4 separate regions of the Mus musculus genome follow, and regions 1, 3 and 4 are each linked to region 2. A link is a contact called in public promoter capture Hi-C data. All regions are on one chromosome and are shown on one strand. Each heading gives the region's core, a stretch centred on a gene start, on an enhancer-like site or on the middle of the called end of the contact. The rest is flanking DNA. Distances are from core to core; before and after follow the strand shown.

What was found. Promoter capture Hi-C pulls out the DNA fragments that hold promoters and counts their contacts. Capture Hi-C pulls out chosen DNA fragments and counts their contacts.
Region 1: a contact with region 2 is called in a promoter capture Hi-C map of adipose tissue. The contact joins the promoter of Colca2 here to the promoter of Sik2 in region 2. A contact is called at or near these places in 11 of 39 promoter capture datasets (the 3T3-L1 cell line, 3T3-L1-derived adipocytes, the C10 cell line and 7 more), 2 of 15 datasets of contacts at CTCF or cohesin (embryonic stem cells and large pre-B cells), 41 of 484 Hi-C or Micro-C datasets (the AML12 cell line, the Ba/F3 cell line, the C2C12 cell line and 26 more), 6 of 115 datasets of contacts at active chromatin or transcription factors (the NIH/3T3 cell line, embryonic stem cells, forebrain and 1 more) and 1 of 9 other capture datasets (adipose tissue).
Region 3: a promoter capture Hi-C map of embryonic stem cells shows a contact between it and region 2, with 4 times the contacts expected there. The contact joins the promoter of Il18 here to the promoter of Sik2 in region 2. A contact is called at or near these places in 4 of 39 promoter capture datasets (the C10 cell line, embryonic stem cells, liver and 1 more) and 2 of 9 other capture datasets (adipose tissue and liver).
Region 4: a contact with region 2 is called in a promoter capture Hi-C map of erythroid cells, with 2.6 times the contacts expected there. The contact joins the promoter of Dixdc1 here to the promoter of Sik2 in region 2. A contact is called at or near these places in 2 of 39 promoter capture datasets (erythroid cells and neural stem cells), 7 of 484 Hi-C or Micro-C datasets (the Ba/F3 cell line, adipose-derived mesenchymal stem cells, embryonic stem cells and 4 more), 5 of 115 datasets of contacts at active chromatin or transcription factors (bone marrow-derived macrophages, embryonic stem cells, fetal liver and 2 more) and 2 of 9 other capture datasets (adipose tissue and embryonic stem cells).

What each region holds. Positions count from the first base shown.
Region 1 is chr9:51,276,098-51,279,945 of GRCm38.p6, forward strand. It overlaps Colca2 (COLCA2 homolog), which reads right to left and starts at 2,457. Exons shown (of 5, transcript NM_001195681.1): 1 at 2,243-2,457; 2 at 1,499-1,593. The coding sequence starts at 1,558. It overlaps Gm32819 (a long non-coding RNA gene), which reads left to right. Exons shown (of 9, transcript XR_003948163.1): 2 at 1-1,142; 3 at 1,254-1,295; 4 at 1,441-3,848.
Region 2 is chr9:51,007,110-51,011,286 of GRCm38.p6, forward strand. Sik2 (salt inducible kinase 2) reads right to left here and starts at 1,964. Exons shown (of 16, transcript NM_178710.3): 1 at 1,632-1,964. The coding sequence starts at 1,766.
Region 3 is chr9:50,552,368-50,556,536 of GRCm38.p6, forward strand. It overlaps Il18 (interleukin 18), which reads left to right and starts at 2,333. Exons shown (of 7, transcript NM_001357221.1): 1 at 2,333-2,610. Bco2 (beta-carotene oxygenase 2) reads right to left here and starts at 2,771. Exons shown (of 12, transcript NM_133217.3): 1 at 2,654-2,771.
Region 4 is chr9:50,725,890-50,729,473 of GRCm38.p6, forward strand. It overlaps Dixdc1 (DIX domain containing 1), which reads right to left and starts at 2,095. Exons shown (of 20, transcript NM_001374656.1): 1 at 1,897-2,095. The coding sequence starts at 1,956.

The sequences.
Region 1 (3,848 bases), core at 1,207-3,706, 270 kb after region 2:
ACAGGATTGCTTTGCCTAAGTGGGATGCTCTGGGTATGGCTGAAGCCGAGTTCTGCAAGTACCAAGCTCCTGGTCCTCGTTTTATTAATGGTATAGTTATGAACTACTGAGGTTATTAAACTCCTGTTAGTATGATCGGCTCTGTAGAAAGATGAGTTTAGAGAGCCAATACTGAAAAATAAGATGATCTTGTTTCTACCTTTAGCCTGTTTCTAACTTCAAGACTTTGGATCTTAGCTGTCATGAGGCATACAGATTTCTGATCTCTTCATGTCATCTGATCATTACAATCAAATGAAATAATGAATATACAAAGGTACTTTGAACAAAGAATCACTGAAAATCCACCTTAGTATTATAAGAACATTCTACTGTTGCCTGATATTCTGCAAATGGGGACAACTAATTTATCTAGCTGTGTGTATCAAATCATAGCAAATGTGCTTCAACTCTAAGTTCTGAGAGAAAGGTGTAATACACATTAGTGCAAACGGCCCATCCACCCTTGGTTGGAATTTACTTTAGTGATCTGTTGAGCACTCTCTGTGGAGAATGCCCCTAAACACTTATTTAGCCTTTATACAACTCTTCTTAGCTTTCAACAGAACAATTAGGGGAACAGACAAAGAAGCCTCTAGTAAGTCAATGTATCGGAGGACACGTGCCACAGAGTCACTGAGAACTAAGCCCAAGTCCTCTGGCTCAGAAACCTATCTCACCATCACTCCATAATTTCTCCCTCCTGTTGCTTGAGGTGCCAAAGTTCCATTCATGAAGTCCAACATGGAACTTGCACAGGATCACATGCTGACCAGACCAGTGAAGTCATAGATGACTGGAATCCTGTCTGATCCTCCCTCCACACCTACACCTACCCACAAGCACTAACAGTGTCACGTGTAGAAGGCTCTTCAAATTGAACTCTCTCTCGGTGGACAAGCACGCCTAGTTTACATGGTTCTGCAGCTGCCCCAAGCACTTGGGTTATAAATGTGAGGTGTCAGAGTGTCTTATGACTACCCAGATCAGTTCTGTCATAGTTCTGTGTATTCCAGAGAGAGAGGCCTTTTCTTCCAGAGACTTCCAGTGACTGCTGGTTTTTCATATACATGACCTCAGAGCCTAAATTACAGAGAAACTAGGTGGGTTTCTGGGAGATAATTTTTTTTCAATGAGTTTGTTGGGGCTGTATCTATACTCTCTTAACACTATAAAAACATATTTAACCTGTTGGCTGCCTCTCTTCCTTGCAGAGGACCAAGAAGCCTTCCCCACTCAGCTATGAGCAGTGAGAGGTGAGCCTCCCACAGTCCTGAGCCCTACACCATGTCCCACAGGTTTTGGTGGCTGCCTATGGTGACCTGGGAAGTTGGGGACAGATGTAAGAATCCCTGAACAGGGCTGTGCTTATGGGTGGCCTCTGCATCTTCCCTGACACAGGGCTGAACGAAGCCTTCGATGGACTGGGAGGGACAGAGACGGAGAGGGTGGTGCTTACGTTTGCCCCTGAGGTGGCCTGGTGTGCCCTTCTTTGCTGCAGAAGCTCTTTCACGGTCATCTTCACACGGACGCCTTGATACACCTTAGGTTTTTCTGGGGAGAGGCAACAGGGTTAGTGGTCAGTTTCAAAGCTTGGGTGTCAAGGGGATACAGTGAGGGTTCCCTTGGTAAGGCTAGGATACCCAAGGCCAAGTTTCTACCTTTGCAGAACACACGAAGAGAATGAAAAAAGAAAAAGAAAAGAAAAAAAAAGAAGAAGAAGAAAAAGAAAGAAAAGATAACGTTAAAAAATACCCACATTTCTCAAACTAGAAAAGGTTAAGCACAGGCAGGTGCTTCAGGGTCCTAGTGGGAACAGTATCTGTGGGCATCTATGAAATTATTCATCCCTAGCTGGGCCCCATCCTCAGGACAGTACCAGCTGTTCTGCTCTGGAATGTGGAGGGAGGTCAAACAAGCCTGCTATTTTGGCTACGATATTAAATCTGGGGTTCCGGCTCAGCTTGTGGATCTGGGGTGCTCTCTGTTTCCAACTGATCTCGCGGACCTCACCATAATGTGAACAACAGCCCCTCTCCCCATGCCCCCCGCCCCACTGTATTCCTCTATCAATCCAGGCATGGCTTCTGGGGAAGTACAACCTTTATTTGTGGTGCCCTTGGTCTGGAAGCAAGCCCTGAAACAAGCGACAAGCTACAGGGGTCGGGGCAGTCAGTCTGTCCTGGCCCTGTTAAGGACTTACTGCACTGACCCCAGAAAAGGAGCCAAGATCGGGAAATAGTCTCCTGTCGGTCCTTTCTCTTTTTCAAAAATGTCTTTTCTTCCTCACCCCCTTCCTCCCTCTAGTCTCCGACTCTGTCGCTCTCTTCATCTCTTCCCACCCCCTCCCTTTCCGGTGCAGGCTTTTGGAGAACTGAGCTGTGGAGAGTTCTCCAGCAAGAGCTGCAGCTCTGGAGTAATGGCATCCCGAGGCTCCCTAGGACCGCGCAGTCGCCTAGAGGCAGCCCTCCGGAAGGGGCCGCCCCTGAGCCGGCAGAGCTGGGCCGGGAGACCTGGGAGAGCCCAAGTAGCCGGCTGTGCTAGGCGGGGGTCGGCTGGGAGGGACCGGTGACCGCCTGGGGTCCCGGCAGAGCGCAGTGAGTAGGTCTGACTGGTTGTTAGGCCAGGCTAGACCCGGCAGAGGCACTTTCCGAATAGAGTTTGACTTAGAAGCCCAGTGTGACTCCCACCCGACCTTGACCCTGGAGAGAGCGCTTATTAGAATCACGGGGAGGGGCGGAGCACAGTGGCCCCTGGCCTAGGCGTTTGGAGACAGTGCCAGGCCACCAGCGCCTCGCCTGGTTAGTGTAGGGACCGCGGCTGGACAGCAGGGAGACCCCCACCCACGAGCCAGATCCTGAAAGTTAGGATCCCTAAGGAAAGTTAGTGCGCTGTTCTTCCCGGTCCTGGGCATCGGTTTGTCTTGCTGCAGTGCCAGGACGCGCCCACTCCGCTCCAGTCTCCTTTCCTCCCATCCCCACTGTCTGGGTCGGCTCTGGGATCTGCAGGCAGCGCGGGCGCGCCTCGGGGTCCACGCGGGACCAGCCCCAGCCCAGTTCCCTGCCGGGTGCGTCCTGCTCCAGTCCAGGGCTCACCGTGAGCCTCTAGCTCCCCCGCGCCGCCGCTTCTGGGCTCACAAGGTCGGCGCCTCCAAATTCCCAGGACTCCAAGGTGGAAAAGTGAAAGGGCAGGCAGGGGCGTGGGGGACTCGATTGTCCGGAGTGGCCTTATGGGTCTCTGGGCCTCTGCTCTGGGGGGCAGTCACCCAGAGGGACCCGACACAGCGGGATCGCGTCCTCTCTGGATCCATGCCCGGCCCTGACTATTATTCCCTGACTTTGTGCCTCTCTGTTATACGCAGGAAAAGCAGAGGAAATACACTCGGATCCAAGTGCCCCTGGCCCTCATGACCCGACCCCTGGAAAAGCATCTGAGTTACCCGACATCCTGGTCAGCAGGAGCTGGGCTGGAGACTGGATGCTGCAGCTTCAGAGACTCAGCACCTAGGAAGGCTCCTGTGCAGGGAGAAAGGCAGAGATGCGACATTTTTAAAGTTTCACAAAACACGAGGCAGCACCCAGGTCCCTGGATCAGGAGACACACAGAATTAATGTTTTATACCTTCGGGTATAGGTTTGAGTTTTTTCCCCCTCATGCCAAGTATTTAAAACCTCTAGAAACCCATGATTTGACAATCAATGATTGCGCGATACTTTCAATTTGAATATTCAAAGGCTTAACAAAATGGACTATCTTCTGCAGAAATCCTGCACACAGGCACCTCACAGAGAGTCCAGAGAAACAGAGAG
Region 2 (4,177 bases), core at 714-3,213:
GGGACACCATCAGAATTGTCACCCTGAAGAGAATGTATAAATTGCCATCAGCGCCACTGAAGCAGCTCTGAGATACAACTTTAACTAAACTCTATCTGACAACAACTGACCACTAACTATTGCTAATAAGAAAAATCGTGTGGATGGATTTGTTATCCAACCACACAACAATGTAACCAAAAAGTTCAGACTCTCTCTGTAATGTGCTATTTTTGGCAGTCATTGAAAAGGACTCATAAATACACCCATTTAAGATACTTCCTTTTAATTTAACGTCGAGGTAAAGGTATGACATTTGGCCATAACTCTTTATAAAAACGAAACACTTTAATCATTACAAAAATGCTGGGGTCAAATTCAGCTATGCAAAAGTTTGGTAATGTCAATATACTTATCATTATAGCAATCTAGATTCATAACACTGGTAAATTTGTGAAAGGAAAAATTTTGACCTTGGTACTGATGCCCTAAAGAAGAAAGATTTAAGTGGTGTGTCAGGGATTTGTGAGGCAAAACAAAAAGTGAAGACATGTTAGACATGTCCTCCTTCTTTATGGAAATGGACATGAAGCAAAACTTTTAAGTACAACTGCTAAGAAAACAGTAAGGCTTTTAAATGCCCTTTACCTTACATAAGCGTAAGTCATCCTGGGCAGGGGGTGGGGGTGGAGGTCCTATAGTCAAAGATTAGAACGTTCTTAAGAACATAGTAGGAAAAAAACCCGAAAAGGATGAAAACTGGGGAGAGAAACTGAAAATCGGTGAAACTCAAGTGGCAATCACAAGGCAGAATAGAGTACGTCAAAACCACTAGGTTGTAGACTAAGAAATGGTTTTGTTTCGATCGTTTTTTTTCCAAGGTATTTAATTTGCACGTCTTAAAATAGAGACCCCGAGGAGAGCAGCTTGAGGCAATGGAAGGAAGAGGGTGGGCTAGGTAAGAACGCAGACTTGGGGAGAAAATATGTACAGTGCACGGAGGGAGGATGCTGGAGAGTCAATGTCAGGACGCTGTCGAGAGCTGAGTACAGTCCATCTGATGTGGCTTAAGGAATGCGTGCTCGCAGCCAGCATGCACACCTGGTAAAGGGACAACCCCAGAGAACGGTGCAGAGCTGAGATGACCATTTTTAACCAGCTCTATTGTCTGGTGTATTTGCTATACCTCCTGCAAGTGATCAAGCCAGCCAAAGAACCGTTTCAGAGACCCTGCGGGCCCAGAGAAGATGGACAGCGGCCCGTCCGCACCAGTCCGGTCCGCGTCACCCCCTCCTCGCCGGGCAGAAGAGGAGGGCTTGGTCCGGGCCGCGCTCCGCGTCCGCCGAGCCTGGGAGCTGCTGGTCCCCTTTCTCCGGCCGGCGACGTTGGTCCCCGCGCGGCCCCGGAGCACAGAGACTTCCCCTCCCACCCCACCCCCAGCCGAAAGCCGGGAAGACGCGGAACTTGTGCTCAGGAGCCGAGGCCACAGACCAGGTTCCCGGGTGGGAGAGTCGGGACGGAAGCCTGTGTGGCTTCCCGGGGACACCCCACACACACTCGACCTGCACCCCGCGGTCCCCGCAGTGCCAGGCCCGCCGTCCCCCGCCCGGGGCGCAACCGCGCCACGCTCCCGCCGAACCCCGGGGCCGCACCTCCGTCTTGGTGATCCGGTGCCGCCCCAGCTTCACCACGGCAAAGTTGCCCTTGCCCAGCGTGCCCTCGATGTCGTAGAACCCCACCCGGACTGGCCCGCGCTGCAAGTGCCTCGGGCCATCCGCCATGACCATGCTTGGCCCCCGCTGCAGGACACGGCGACGGGAACGCGAACGAACTGGCCGGCAAGAAGCGGCACGGAGCGGGCAGGAGGGCGTCGGGCGGCGCGCCTGGGCTCTGGGCGACGGCCGCGGCTCTCGCTCCGGCGCTGCTTCCCTCCCGCCCCACAGGGCCCAGCCAGGCGCGCGCCGGCGCTGACGTGAGCCGACGTCAGGGGGCCGGGGCAGGGGGCGGGGGCGGGCCTCCACCGGTCACCATGGCTACCGCAGCCGCGCCGACGTCGGGGGCGGGAGGGAGGGGCGGTGCGCGGGTCGGGCGGGCACGAGGCTTCCGGCCGCGGCGAGGCCTGAGAAGGCTGAGGAGGGCGTCGCGGCCGGGGGCGGGGTCGCCGTCCGCCCCGCCCCGCTCCTCCTGCCTTCCAGCAGAAGCGCAAGAGCGAGCCCTGGTGGGCCGTGCGGAGGATGCACTGGGCCAGTCTCCTGGAGGGTCGCCTGGCGGGCGCTCTCCGCCGGGGCAGCCCTTCCCGCCAAAACCTCTTCTTCAGCGGACTGCAGCGCTAAATTTGGAGCCCGAGGAGCACCGTGGCTGAGCAATGCATTGCTCACAGCCTCTTTTCTTTGTGTTCATTTTAGCTCCCTTGTCAGTACTAAATAAGTCTCTCCACTTTTTGACGTCTAAATTCCTACTCACAGCAGTCGGTCACTTGCAGAAAAAAAAAAAAAATGTCAGCGCTAAAGAGACCCCAGAGATGATTAAGCCCGGAATTTGGAATTGCTAATGGGCTTCGGAGTCTGGAACCTCTGAAATGTAGGTTGAGCATGTTAGTTGAGCATGTCTCTGTGGAGAGGTGACCCGGTATTATCCTAAAACGCTTTGGGAACTTGTAAACGGTTAAAAAGTATCTAATCCGATTTGTTTCCAGATGACGCAGCAGGCTGCCAGAATGAAGGGAGTTGCCAACGTCACACAGGTAATGCTAGAGTTCTAATTATAACCCATCACACCAGTCTTCCATATGGTGACCTAAGTAAACACAACATTTTAATATCTTGAAATATATTATGTGTGTCCAGACCTTGGTTCCTGGGTACCCATTGTCCATTAAAAGAAACGCAACTCGTTTGGGAGTAATGACAGCGGGGGCAAGTATAAGATGCTCTTGAAAGATCTAATATGAGTAAACCAGGGGATTCCTTGTATACAACAGGAAGAATATGTCAGAAGCCAGCTTGAAGGGGCCCACCAGTGCCAAATCTGAGCCAATCTAAGTATCAAAAACCAACAATTTTGGAAATACACTATAACACACATTACTTTTTATTTTGTGTAAGAAGTCAGAGGACAGGATGTGGGAGTTGGTTCTCACCTTCCACTCTGTGAGTCCTAGGGGTGGTTGCTGTAGGTAACTTTAGCCAATGAGCCATCTCTTAGGCCCTAGTGTTTTATTGTTTTGGGACTGTTGTTTTTTTTTTTGTTTTTGAAACATCATCTCACTATGTAGCCCTAGATAGCCTGTAACTTGCCATGTAGACTAGGCAGTCTCTTGAGTGCTGAGATTAAAGGCAGGTGTCACCATTCCCAGCCTACATTAAAATCTTAGAAGGAGCTCATACTTCATTTTGTCACTTTACTTTTTTTTTTAGACAGGTTCTCAGAAATATTGTATATGTGATAAGCCCCCTTAAATGTCTATGCCCTCCCCATCTCATTCAGGAAACTCAAACTCAGAACGGTACCCATGCTAGGCAAGTATTGTATCACTGAGCTATGTTCCCAGTCAGGATAAATGAGAAGAGGATGCATGTAAAAATTATGAAATCACCATTTTGTGGCTGTTATAGTAATAACTGGCTCAGACAAGAATTAACAATAGTTGTTAAAGTCATTGGGTAAAGTTTGGTTGGGGAATAGGGTATTTAAACAGTCTCAAAATATCTTTGGAATAAAAAAATCATTGGGAAGGATTAACAAAAGATAACAAATTATAGTGAAGAAATCTGACAGTCAATTTCCTGATAGAATGATCCTAGTTAGCAATTGGAATAAAATAACACACAGGGCCCTCTGATCTGAAGTACCCAGGACATATCTCTGAAGTGATATTACTTTAAAAGTACATATTCTGAATCTGTCACGAAGAAACAAAGCAGAAAAATGTAAACTGCACACATCTATCCCCTAATTACCCAGCATGCTTAAAGTTGCCATTGTCGTGAAAGAAAGACTGCAGAAGAATTTTAGATTTAAGGTCTTAAGAGACTTGCCACTAATGCAGCACATGGTCCTGGAAAAACATGGCACCAAGGAATACTGTCAGGGCAATAGTTGAAAATAGAATTGGATGCATATCAGATATAAGTATTCTTTCAATGTTGAACCCCTTAAAGATTTCTTTTACTTTTAGCTAAGTGTATGTGTGGGTATT
Region 3 (4,169 bases), core at 1,083-3,582, 450 kb before region 2:
AAAGTCTCCCAACCCAAGAAGAGGAACTCGCTGCCTAGGGGGTCAGATGAGTCATCCTGCCATCCCATCTCAGTCCTGTCTAAAGATTATTTGCAACAGACGCACAATCCATTACTCTCTGGCACAGGAGCTGAAATCCGAATTCCTAGACTCCCAGACTCTACTCGATTCCTAATATATAGACTATTCCTAATAGTCTCTGGGGTGAAACAAGCAGGAAGTAAAAGGCAGGAATGATAGGTAGTATTAGCGGTCTTAAGAAAATGCTTTGAAGAAAAGCAAAGAGAAATCTAGACATTCCTTGCTCTTCTTTGGTAAACAGTGGTGAGTTTATCTTCTTCTCCCTTTAGATTAAGACTCCCTGATAAAATGTAGATTCCCTATTATACATAGAGTGAAATTGAACAGTCCAACTAGATACGCATGAATTATAAATACTTTATGTTTTATGTCTTTGCACCATGTGTATGCCTGGTACCCTCAGAGGTCAGAAGTGGGTGTTGGATTCCAGGGGACTGCCATTAAAGATGGTTGTAAGCCACCATGTGCATGCTGGGAATGAAACCCAAATCATTTAGAACAGCAGCCAGCGTCCTTAACCACTGAGCCATCTCTGTGGCGTCTTCATGTTAGATTATATTTACATATCTGTCTGCTCTATGCTCCATGTTACTGATCCTATTATACTCCTCAAACTTTTTGTATGGAGTACTTGATATGGCTGCCACCACCTGCTTACGCCTGTTTCCATTCTTGGCTTGGGAGATGAGCTATTCTAACATTTAACTGCTCTTTTAACTTTGCTGCTGTTTAACTATTCTGCTTCCCGTCAGCTTCCTTCTTCATTAGCTGGTAACTTTAGGCAAACATCTTAACCCTGCCAAACCTCAAGTTTTATCGAAAATAAAATAAGGGTTAAGAGAGGTTAATGACTCCTACTCAGACCTCCCATCATAATGAAATGCAATGATACTTAGCAAATGTTAATCTCCTCTACTGACCTCTTATCACCAAGGAAATGTCAAAGTATAACCTTGGACCTTTACCCTTTAATTTCAACGTTGGCCCTTAGTAATCTCATCTTGATTCGTAAGTTCTCCAGTTATGTCTTCGACCCGACTCTCAACTCTTTATCTCCTCTTCTGAATCAGCTCTTCCACCAGCAAACATCTCGCTTCAGTCTCTCTGTGGGCACTGAATTCATTTTGCTCACTCTCCTTACAGCACAGTTCTTCTGACCCCAGTGGCACAGGCCAGTAGGGGAAATTTGAAAAAAAGATGACTCTGTGGCTTACATATAAATTCCCCAGGCTCAAAATTCTGCACGGGTAACTCTGTCTTCATCAGTCTCTCTCCTGGGACTACAGATTTTTTCCTATCCGAAGCCCATCTTCCTCAGCCCTGGTACCTCAACTTCTCCTTCCTATGTGTCACTTCCTGCTGCCTAACTCAGGCCCTTGACTCTTTCTTGGCAGCCTCTCAGTTGAAGTCTGGAAAGAGAAACTTAGTGAGATGAGTTCCTGGAGCCACTGGACCATCTTAAGGGTTAGAGACCTCAGACAATTGCCTCCAGCTCTCATCAGGTCTAGAGATTCTAATTTATCTGGATGAGCGGGGAAGATGCTTTTCCACCAGTGCAATAATGTGAATATTAAATCTCCTACATGTAAATCTGGCTGCATCATTCATTCCTCCATGTGAATTCCATCCATTCAATCACAAATCACTTGTAATTGTTGAAACTACCTGAGCAGGCGAGGCACTTAAAGACCTCGTATGGCCCTCAGCCCACCCTAGCTGTTCACTCCAGCCTAGCTGGATTGCTCCCTAGTCTCATGACCATTCTATTCTCTTCACTTAGGATATTTCTCATCTCCTTCAGATGAAACTTGCATATGCAACTCAACCTTCAAGTTCCAATTTCTGGGTCACCTGCTTCTTAAGCACCGAATTCCCATTTCCTCGCTACAACTTCGGAGAGCTTTCTGGTGGCCCTTATCTTGCTGTCCTGTGTGATAAAAGGCCAGTGCACTTTACAACCTCTCCTGGCAGTATTCTTTGAATACAAAGTCTAGCTATACCTCCCCACTCCTAGCACCTAGCATGCTGCCTTACATACAATACAGCATACTATATAAGTTACTATGGTTAAATAACTTTATAATTAACTGTGCATATTGTTGCCATTTCTGGCAGTTCTATAATTAACCAATCACTGAAAATAAATCCTTGAAGTAGTAACTATAATAGAAAGCTACAGAACAAAAACCACAGGGTTTGAGACAGTTCCCCAGAATGCAAATAGGAGAACCAAACATTTGCATCCGAATACAAAGCAGTGGTTTTCAGCTGGGAAAACTCAGGATAGAGAAAAACCCTTTGAGGCATCCAGGACAAATCAGATCTCTGGGCTGAATCCTGCCCCAGTGCGTCACATTAGCTGACTGAACACTGGCTGTTCCCACAACGATGAGTACACCAATCCTGTGGTTGGTAAAACAAGCTTGCTTTCACTTCTCCCCTGTGGTGTGCTGCCTGCATCACACAAAGAGGCTTTGGAAGCCTGCTATAATCCTCAGGCCCCGGGCGCAGCAGTCCAACTGCAGACTGGTAAGTGGCCCAGGAAAGGAACGGGTAGAGGGGAGTCCCCTACCTGGGCGATGGTACACTGCCACAGGAAGAACCCTGCGGTGTCAAGAAGGCTGCTGAGGAAACGCAGAAACAGTTGAGAAATAGTATTTAACTCAGTTCTTAACTCAGGTCTTGAGATTTCTGAATCTGCAGCCACTGGCCTGATTAAGTAAATAATGAGCCTGGGTTGTCCCTGGCTCTGAGATCAAATGGGACTGGAGGGGAGGGAAAAGGAGAGGCGGGGCTCAAAACACTAACTTAGTCTCAGTTCTATGGCAAGTGTCCTAACCAACTCTAACCTTTGACATTAAAATTGGACCAATAATAGCCTCCCTCCTTAACCATTCCTTATTGGAATTTGCCCCCACCTGCCGCTAAGTCCATGGAACCAGATTCAGGGGTTCATTGTACAACTTCTCTCCTCTGAAATGATTCAGACAGAATGAAGTTTCAATTTAGACTGGCAGGCAATAGCTCACCCTTTTCCCTTTCCTCTCATCCCTTTTCTTTTACATTCATTAGGTGTTTGGGGTGGGAGGGGCGTTGTTTTTGGTTTAGTTTGCGTTGAGCTGGGTTTTCAAGACAGGGTCTTTCTGTATAGTCCTGGCTGTCTAGGAGCTCACTCTGTAGACCAGGCTGATCTCGAACTCACAGAGATCCACATGCCTCTGCCTCCTGAGTGCTGAAATTAAAGGTGATATTCATTAGTTTTATGAAAAGCATTCTCTCACAATAAAGCACAGACAGGAGACCATAAATACATATCACAGTACATAATTTTATTATTTTAACAAGTATCTTTGAGAACCTAAATAACAAACACTGCTTGGAAGCAAAAATAACAAAAAATGAGATTCAGCACCCCATTATTTTGTTATTGTTTTTTCTTTTCTTTTAATTCTAGCAATCTATGCAGAGCAGCTGGAATTCTCTGAGAGCTTAAGGACAGCCTGGCCTACAGAGTGAGTTCTAGGCCATCCAGGGTTTCATAGGTCCTGCCTCAAACAAACATGTAACTTGATGGAATGAAAATTTACAAGTTTACAAGCATCCAGGTAAAAAGATACTGCCTAATTTAAAAATACAAATTCCTTGTGGTGCCCTATTCTTATATTAGAAAATATACACAGAAAAGACCAATTGTCTATATGATAAAAAGTGGAGATAGATTTTTTTGGAGCCAACTAATGTTATATATTTCATAGACCATTTTTAATAAAATCATAAATGTGCTTTATTTGAATAGAGGAGGAATTTTTCATCTAAGAGATCCTCTGGACCAGCATTTCTCAAACCTGTGGGTCATGACCCGTTTGGGGTCAGACAACCCTTTCACAGGAGTCTCCTAAGACCATCAGAAAACACCGATATTTACATCCTGATTCATAACAGTAGCAAAATTACAGTTATGAATCAGAAATAAAAATAATTTTATGTTGAGAGTCACAACAACATGAGGAACTGTAATGGAGAGTTGCAGCATTTGGAAGGTTGAAAACCACTTCTCTAGACCAAATTCCACTTCATATTATCATAAG
Region 4 (3,584 bases), core at 845-3,344, 280 kb before region 2:
CAGAAATGACAGCCAGGCCGCTTTGTTCTTGTGTGGGTCTTTAGATGAAGACTTAGAGATGGAGAAGCAGCAGAAAGCACGGACGAGGACTTGGCTCTGTGCCAGCTGGTGTCAGAAGGTGGGTTCTGACACCAGTGAGCTGGGCTAAAATAGAAAAGGGGGAGAGGCCAGGAGAGGACCAAAGGAGGTTTTACCCCGACTAGTGAATGAGCAGGATTTACGCAGAGAAGGAGCAGAGAAGGCCCTGGGGCTGAGAGTGAGGGTAGATGACTGAGAATCCTGCAGACACTAGAAGAGGTGTGCTTCCTGGCTTTTCTGTGTTCACCTCTGGGTCTGTAGCTCTTTGTTAGCGATTCCCTTACATGTGTTCAGTCAAGAGTGATGGGAAGACGAGGAGGCCTGCCGGGCAGGCAGGATACAAGCTCTGCCCTTTAATGAAGGTTGTGACACCCCTCAGCCAAAGGAAAATTCCAGCACAGTTGGTCACAGTGGCAGAATGTTTCCATTAGATTTTTTTTTTTCTGTGTGTGTCAGGAATAAGGCTGGGGCACAGGGGCCAGGACTGGGGAAGGTTCTAAGGCAGGTCAGAATGTAGGATCTCCTAATTAGAAACAGGGATCAAGGGGGAAGCCTGCCGTGCAGCTGTAGAAAAAAAAAAAACCTACATGGAAATTCATGAGAATAGCTGGTTGCCTCTAGGGGAAAGGTTGGGAAGGGGGTGAGAGACGGCAAGGGCACAAAGGCTCGTCCATCTTGTCCATAATGTTAATATTTAAGAAGAGAATGGGTTTAGGATGTAGCTCAGTGATCAAGCCCCTAGTCATACTGCAAGGTCCTAGTTTCAGTCACCCCTGCACACAGGGCTGTTTATATTATCTGACTAAAAACTGATTCTAAAAACACAAGGGCTGTTGTAAAGGGTGGAGGAGTGGAGTACTGGTAAAACACCTTGGTAGCATCCCCAAGGCCCCCACCACACACACACACACACACACACACACACACACACACACACAATCTGAAATTTAAGAAACCCATAGAGAAGGGAAAGGTGAACTGAGGGAAAAGGCAGGAAGCCATGACCAATAGCTTATGCCTTTGCGGCTGCAGGCCTAAAGCAACCAAAGGATGACTGAGGAGCAAACAAGAGTAGCCTGAGTCACAAAAGAAGCAAATGGAAGAGGTAACAGAATTCTGAGAGAAACTTTTGAAGAGAAAACAGAGCCTGCTTGGGTCAATCCTGGCCCACCTTTCCTGTCAGGTTGCAGCTCCCCACCACAGTTCTCACAGAAGGGAATCACACTAATATTAGCTCCTGAAACTGGGCCTGAGGCCCAGGTTGGTCCTCTCAGCCAACCTTGTCCTCCTCAGTGGTGGAGAAATCTAATGTGCATGATTCAGGAAATTCGCACGTGGATGTGCAGGATTCAGGAAATTCACCCCTCATGTGGACCACCCACAGTCTCCTACCCTCTTTCAAACTTTCTACCAATGCCACGCCACCGCACCCCTCCCGTGACTCATCCGCTTAGCGCCTGAAATAGAGCTCTGCCGCATCTGTTCAGGGCTTCCCTCTAGGATGTCCCTGGAGAGTCCCTGGGAGGCGTGGGGACCACCTTTTCGGCAAGAAGATGCCTTCTGAGTCCGTAGTCCTGCCTGCCCTTCCCACCTCGGGAAGGTACTCAATCCCTCCAGTTTAGAGGAGGCCCACCGCCTTTCTGATGTCCTCGGGTTGATGCATCTGCACCACACCTACCTCCTTGACTCTACCACCCAGGCTCTTAAATGGGCTCCCCGGGAGGATGCCCCTCACCGCCCCCCAGGATTCCCTTCGGGAGATTAGGCGGGAGGCGCGGGGTGACCGGGAGCTGGGGGTGGGAGGAGCAGGGCAGTTACCTCATTGAAGCCCTCTTGCAGGACGTCCAGTAAGTTCCCGCGGGTCAAGCAGGCTAGCATTGTTCCTGCCGCGGGGCTTCCCGGGTGGGGTCACGCCACCGTCTCTTCCCTCTGTACACAAAGGCGATCAGCTCAGCTCCCTGGGAGCTCTCTGGAGTCCCGCATGCCACTTACTGGAAACCTAGACCCGAGCCAAACTAGCGGCTTGCACTGGGCATGCTCGCGCGCGGGCTGCAGCCGGAGGGGCCCGGCGCTGTGCTGGTTCCTATAGAAACAGCAGGGCGCGCGCTGCGCACAGGCAAGAGGCGCTAGCAGGCAGCCCCGGGTCTCCAGGGAGTGCGGGGAAGCCGTGGGCGCGCACGCAGGCTCCGCACGGGTGCTCGCAACGAGCATTCACACACGCGTGAGCACACACACACATCCGCGCTGACACAAGCGGGCTTGCCAGCCTGAGCATATGCCTGCAATCACTACACTGCACGTTTGGAGGCGGGCGTCCCCGAGCGTGTGCACGCACATACACGCACATACACACACACACACACACACACACGCACACGCACACGCACACGCACGTACACACACACACACACACACACGTATGTAGTCACTTTGCTCATTTAAGGCTGCAAGCACCTCATCACAAGGTGGGTGGGGAAAGGAGTGAGTCACAGGATTACCCCACCCACCCCTTACTCCATTCTCCAGACTAACAGCAACCTTTTTCCACGCAGGGCTTGAGAGTGAGACAACCAGCAACCTTTTCCCACTCGGGGTTGGAGAATGAAGCAATTTAAATAAGAGGAAATAGAATGACAAGAAATAACAATAAAAAGGGGCCAGAGGAGAGAGGCTGGGGCTGGGGCTCTGTAAGTAACTGTAGACTATAAGTAACTGAACAGCGCTAAACAAATCATACCATCATAATAGAAACGTCAGAGGCACACCAAGGATCTTCTATCTTTTTTACAAAATAAATGCTAAGGGGTAAGATTGGGCACGATGGCTCAGGGGATAAAGGCTCTTGTAAAAGCTTGACACCTGAGTTCAATCCTGGAGCCATGCAAAGGTGGAAAGGGAGAACTCACATCTCTCGGGCACAGGCACACATTACGCTCACCCCCCCCACACACACACTAATTAATTGGTTTTATAATAAAATAATTTCTAAGAGCCAGCATGGGGGTATACACCTATCATATGCATGCACATACACGCGCGCGTGCGCGCGCGCGCACACACACACACACACACACACACACACCAGATCAACACTCTAGAGGTTCTAAGTCCAAAGCTAGCCTGGTCTATATAGCAAGTTCCAGGTCAGCCACATATAGTTCCAGACCATATAGATGAGACCTGCTCTTGAAAGAAAGAAGGAAAGAAAGGAACACATACTTTATAAGTGAGTTTTAAAATAAAGCACCAAGAATGCCCTTGTACATTGTCAGGTAAAAGCATCCACCCTTGGGTGTAACAGAGCCTCTTTCTCGTGTGGCCTGGCTGAGGTCACAGCTCTGATGTTTATTTTTAAGAACACTAGTCATTTGCATGCTTGGACTAAGTGATCTTAAAAAAGAAAGAAAGAATGAGAGAAAGAAAGTCCATTTTACATTCCATCTTGTGATCCTAGACAAAAGGGAGAAATTACAGTGTTAAGACCCAGAGGAGATCAGAGCCTTGTC